Regions from separate parts of the Astyanax mexicanus genome. Here region 1 is linked to region 2. A link is a contact called in public Hi-C data. All regions are on one chromosome and are shown on one strand. Each heading gives the region's core, a stretch centred on a gene start, on an enhancer-like site or on the middle of the called end of the contact. The rest is flanking DNA. Distances are from core to core; before and after follow the strand shown. Region 1 overlaps nt5c2b (5'-nucleotidase, cytosolic IIb). Region 2 holds the start of nt5c2b (5'-nucleotidase, cytosolic IIb).

Evidence for each region. A called contact is a pair of places that touch in the nucleus more often than the background predicts.
Region 1: a Hi-C map of muscle shows a contact between it and region 2, with 11 times the contacts expected there. The contact joins the enhancer-like site here to the promoter of nt5c2b in region 2. A contact is called at or near these places in 2 of 3 Hi-C or Micro-C datasets (both in muscle).

What each region holds. Positions count from the first base shown.
Region 1 is chr21:27,782,675-27,785,444 of AstMex3_surface, reverse strand. nt5c2b (5'-nucleotidase, cytosolic IIb) reads right to left here. Exons shown (of 18, transcript XM_022674674.2): 15 at 2,344-2,395; 16 at 1,162-1,222; 17 at 1-64. Among protein-coding and RNA genes, the nearest start is that of LOC125785698, 8.7 kb to the left of the region's middle. Within about 2 kb of position 1,499, the one cell type or tissue checked has an H3K27ac peak away from gene starts, as active enhancers do.
Region 2 is chr21:27,739,070-27,741,968 of AstMex3_surface, reverse strand. It overlaps nt5c2b (5'-nucleotidase, cytosolic IIb), which reads right to left and starts at 1,289. Exons shown (of 18, transcript XM_022674674.2): 1 at 1,185-1,289.

The DNA of each region.
Region 1 (2,770 bases), core at 250-2,749, 43 kb before region 2:
GAGAGCCACTACGGAACAGACTACCCATCATTCCATAGCACATGTCCATGTCGTGGGTCACTTTCTAGAAAAAGACAAAAAACAAACACACCCTTTAGTGTACAAAAATCGGTGTAAAAGATTTTTTTTTTTTATTGGCCTCTAATAAAGTTTGACACAGACATGCCAGAAGTGATCATGACATGAATTATCAGAGTTTGAGTGAAACTTGTCAGTGGATACCAGAGTGGGTGGCAATGATTGTGACTGGCGGTGTCTGGCTAGAATGGTCTATGCGTACAGATAAGCAACTCTTTGGCAGGAGGTGCCAAATTCCATATCCCGCAGGACAGTGCAGTGTTCTTTAGCTTGTCCAATGACATTTGGCATCCCAGTATATAAGCTTCTATCGGGGTAGTTATCATATAATTAACTAATTTATTAAGATAAGATGCAAGATAAGAACAAAAATCTCAATGACTTTGTTCAAAATAAGAAAATCTTCTCATTTTTTGGATTTAACAAGAAAAACAATCTGAATGCTCAGATAAATGTACGATATGTGCCATATCGTATTGTACGTGATAATATTGCCAACATTTTTTAATATTGTGGACTATATTATACCCTGAAATATAGTGCCATATCACCCACCCCTAATTATCACATCAGGGTACTACTTTTTGCTGTTTTTAGCAAAAGAAAAATTCACACTCTTCTCATTTCCCATTTTATATCTACTAGAGACAGTTTATATCTGTCCAGTATCATTTATTTTACTTTAATCCTGGATATATGAGATTATAAGTATCATGACATTGGATTATTGACTTCTGTTACAAATCTGATAAAATTCTTGTATTTTTTAATATATCTCAGTTGGGGGTGTGCCATATCATATTGTATGCAATGATAAAATGTACTATTCATTTTGTTGCAGTAGTGTATTCCTGAAATATATATATTTTTTAGATCAGTGTTTTGTCATATCTCCAAGAGTATCGTTATCGCAAAAATACCATGAAATATTGTGATATTATTTTAGGGCCAGATCACCCACTCCTATTTTAAAATAATGTGCTTGGGTGTGTAAAACATCTGTACATGTACACAATTGTAATGCCTTTTAAAACATTTTTGTCTGTGGCAGTGAATATGTATATGCATCTTGTGTGTGTATACCTTCACTCGTCTCTGGATGGCGCTAATGTCCGGCCTTTCATTGCTGCTGCTGTCCAGATGTCTGAGAGTGAGAGAAAGACAGAGAGAGAGAGAAAAAGAGAGAACATTTAGGTCATTTCAGGGATTGAATGAAAGAAGGACAAACAGGGGGGGGAAAATGGAAAAAAGAAAATGAAGCAAGTCCTGAGAGACCCCTGAGAGCAGGGGGAGGGAAGGTAGTGGAAAGGGACAAGCACACAGAGAGGTCAGTGCGTTTATAAATAACCCCTCGTGTGTGTGAACCCCATGCTTTATCGATGGACGAACCCTCTGACCGCTGCACACTTTGTGCCCAGTGCTCACATTCTCTCCCTTGCTCTCTCTCTCTCGCGTGCACACACACACACACACACATTTGTTTTAATACAATGTCAGGACATTGGGTGATGCATATATATATAGCATATACAGTATATGTAAATGTTTATGTAGCAATACAAATATATGTAATTCATGTTGACTGATTTCTGATCACATTAGTGACCAAACAAGAGCAGAGTCAAAGGGTCCAATATATATTACAAGTATCCATGTTAAGATTTCCAATATGTATTAGTATATTTAAGTTCCTATATAATATACAGTTTATAAGTGAGAATTATGCTCCATGCATTATATAATCAGTATATTTAAGGACCAATATTATATCCAGTATATAGTACGTTAGATAAAGTATATTAAAGTAGCTATGTGCAAGAATAATGCTCCACTTGTATTATATAGCATATATATAAAAAGTACCTGTTTGCAATATTAATGGTTTAAATATTATATACAGTATATAATACCTTTATTATATACAGTATATTTAAGTTCCTTTATGCAATAATAATGCTACATATATTGTATAAAGTATACTTAAGTACCTATATGCAATATTAATGCTTTATATATATTATATACAGAAGATTAAAGTAACTAAATGCAATAATAATATTCATATATATTATATACAGTAGATTAAAGTTCCTCTATGCAATAATAATGCTCCATATATTGTATACAGTATATTTAAATACCTATATGCAATATTAATGCTTCATATATTGTCTATTTAAAGATATTGTTTGAAACAAGCCCTGACACACACACACACACACACAAATGTGCGCACACACACTTCACAAAGAAGGCTTTGCTTACTTGTACAGCTCTGCCAAGAAAATGTCCAGACCCTGGAGCTCTTCAAATAGTGCTGTGAAAGACAATCAGAGAGAGAGAGAGAGACATGAATAAAAGCCCTGTTTTTAACCTCTCTCTAACTCTCATTCTCTCCTTTATTTCCTCTCTCTATCCTTTTCAACCTTCAATCTCTAAAGCATTTCACCCTCATTCCCAGCTGATCTATATTTATTCATATTTAAAGATTTTTTTTTCTGAGTGTGTATCTCTCTTTTTCTGTCCCTTTCCCTCCAGCTATATTATCGCAGCTTTGCCATTTGAACTTGCAACTCTTATTTTATAAATATGATGCGGTATTATCCAGACACTGACCTTAAAATGTCATGTGGTGCGACTGTTATTTCACAGTCGCCTTCTTATCTGTACTTTACAAACTTTTTTCACATAA
Region 2 (2,899 bases), core at 40-2,539:
GTCAAATAGCTAGTTGCTAAATCCAATTTAAATTAACGTAAAACATTAAGGCAGCCTTTAAACTTATTGTTTTGAGTTGAAGCTGATAGTTTTTTTTTTTTACAACGGCTTGAATTTTTGCACCAGGAGTAGCATAAAGTTATCCAAAAGCAGTGTGTAAGACTGGTGGAGGAGAACATGCCAAGATGCATGATAACTGTGATTAAAAACCAGGGTTATTCCACCAAATACTGTTTTTTTAGCTAGTCAAATCAATTCAAGCTGGGAAGAGTCAAACAGCTAGTAGCTAAATCCACTTTACATTATCGCAAAACATTAAGGCAGCTGAGTTACAGTGGCTTGGAGAACCAGGCAGATTTGTAAACTGAGAGTTATGTGGGTTAGGGTGAGCTAGCTAGTTAACTACGTGAAAAAAATGCTATTTGGCAGTTGACAAAAAGTATAGGTGTTGCATTAACATTCCTAGGTTACCCATCAAACCAATAAAACAGTTTTTAGTTCGCTAGTGCTGCAGTTAATCTGAAACAGCTGCTTTGATAACGTTAGCTTAGTAACCTACCTAATGTTCAGCTGTCTAGCTAGCTAAGCTAGGCATTAACCTAGTTAACTACCAGTTAACTAGCGTTAGATTGGCGAATACAGATAAACAACTGCAAGCCCCCCTCTCTCCTCCTTTTGTGTCTTTGTGCAGAGCAACATCAAAAATAGACCGTTCTGTTTTTTTGTTTTTAACGTATCTCTCCCTTTCTGTGCATTTAAGGATGTCCACCATACGGACAGACCACCACAGGATTTAGAGCAGGTTGTCTAATCTCCGAGCTTGCATGTATAAATGTGTAAATACAGCGAAAAACAACACAAATGAAGCTGACAACTGAATTATTGGTATTATTTAAATACTCTAGGTCCGAAAAGTAAAAATCCGTTCCAGGATTCTGTTCCAACTGCATGAGCGGAACAGGCAGCAAAACGAAACAAAATCCTGGAACGGATTTTCTCTTTTCTGAACCTGGATTTTCCATTTCTGGACCTGGACTGTTCACTCACCTTTCTCCCGAGTAAAAACAGCAGTCTGGAGAAGATCTGAGCATGCGCTTTTCAACAAGCGCCAACAGTAATAGAAAATACAGTATTGTTAAAGAAAATTAAACAGTAATAAGTACAGTAATAACGGATACAGTAACCTTTAGCTCAATAAGCAAGTCAGTGCAGCCAGTACAGCTCGCCTCCTTCACAACACTAACTGACACACAGCCCACAGACAGCAGGCAGTTCATACGCGACAGATGTGGGCGGGGCTTCGATTGCAGAAGAGGGCGGGGCCAAGCTGTCCGCAGCTATCTTCTCCGCTACAGTCACTCGGCGCAAAGCAATTAAGTGGGCGTGGTCTGAAGGATCAGCATGGCGACACGTCATCGTCATTCATGCTCGAAGCTGAGTTTGTGGGCGTGGTCTGACGGCGATGAGGCCTGGCTTGTGTGGATTAATAAAATAAAATTTACCTATATACAGCGCTGGAAAAAAATAAGAAACCACTTAAAATTATGAGATACTTTGTTTTTACCAAAAGGAAGATGGAAGATCACAAGCCATGAAAACAAGCTGAACTGCTTGAATTTTTGTATCAGGAGTGGCATAAAGTTATCCAAAAGCAGTGTGTAAGACTGGTGGAGGAGAACATGCCAAGATGCATGAAAACTATGATTAAAATCAGAGCAAAGCCAAATCAGAGAAACTGATTCAGAAACTAGACAGCATATCTTTAACTATGAAAGACCATTTTCACGCCTCTTCAAAGTTAAAAATAAAAAAATATATATATTTTAAAATCACATCCACATTAAACTCGCTTATCAGTGTCTTGGACCTTGATTTTATGCACTGATGCGCAGTCACGGTAAAATCCCCACAATCTTCCCGTAAAGTTGTGGACATATCTTAAGACGTACACTGGCGCCCTCTAGTGTTTCTCCCCTAGTTTGATTGTTAATGAAGCCTTATTCATTTGTTGCAATAAAAAAAATCTTGTAAATTCTGGATTTAATCATTAAGTAGCATTTTTATATTTCATATTACATTTGTTTTTTTTTATTACGCACACCTTTTAATATATACTTCAATATTTTCACAAATTATTAAGCAGTAAAAAAATAACTCATAAAAGGTGTGTACTCTGCCACTGGGATGCTACCATGCTTCAATTTATTGAGCAGATTTTTATTTTTCCAGTGCAGTGAGCGGGCTAATCTTCTGTTTGACTGGCTAATAAATGAACATTCTGATGGAAAACAGGTATTAATCTGTGTAAGGTGAAAGAATGTGTATGAAAAAACACACCATGTCCATTACAATGGATGCAGGGTCCAAAAGGGTTAAATATCATACTATAGAAGTATACAACAGAAGTAGTTAAACCATTTACATGTATTCAGCGTTCAGAGTTTAGGACTTTTATTTTAGGTGGAGTGAGCTTCTTAAGAACACGTGATCGGTCAGACTGACCAATGAGGTACAAGAGGCCCTATTTATTTATTTATTTATTTATTTATTTATTTATTTAAGTGTTAAGAGGATGATTTAAAAAAAAAGGAAAGATCAGAGAGACATCTACACAATCAAGCTACGTTTCCTCGTACGTTTCAGAGTTATAACTGTGAGCTCAGGGACTTCAGTCAGAGCTGGTTTATAGCGAGACTGTCCACTTCGTATCTCCGCAGTTATAGCAGAAAATCACAAAGAGAGATCTATTTTAAGCTTTTTTTGATGATTATTGCTTACAGCCAATGAAAACCCAAAAATCAGTGTCTCAGAAAATGTGAACATTATATAAAATGCCATATCCGGACGGATATAAAAAGTCATCTCATAATTATGACTTTCTATCTCATAATTATGACTT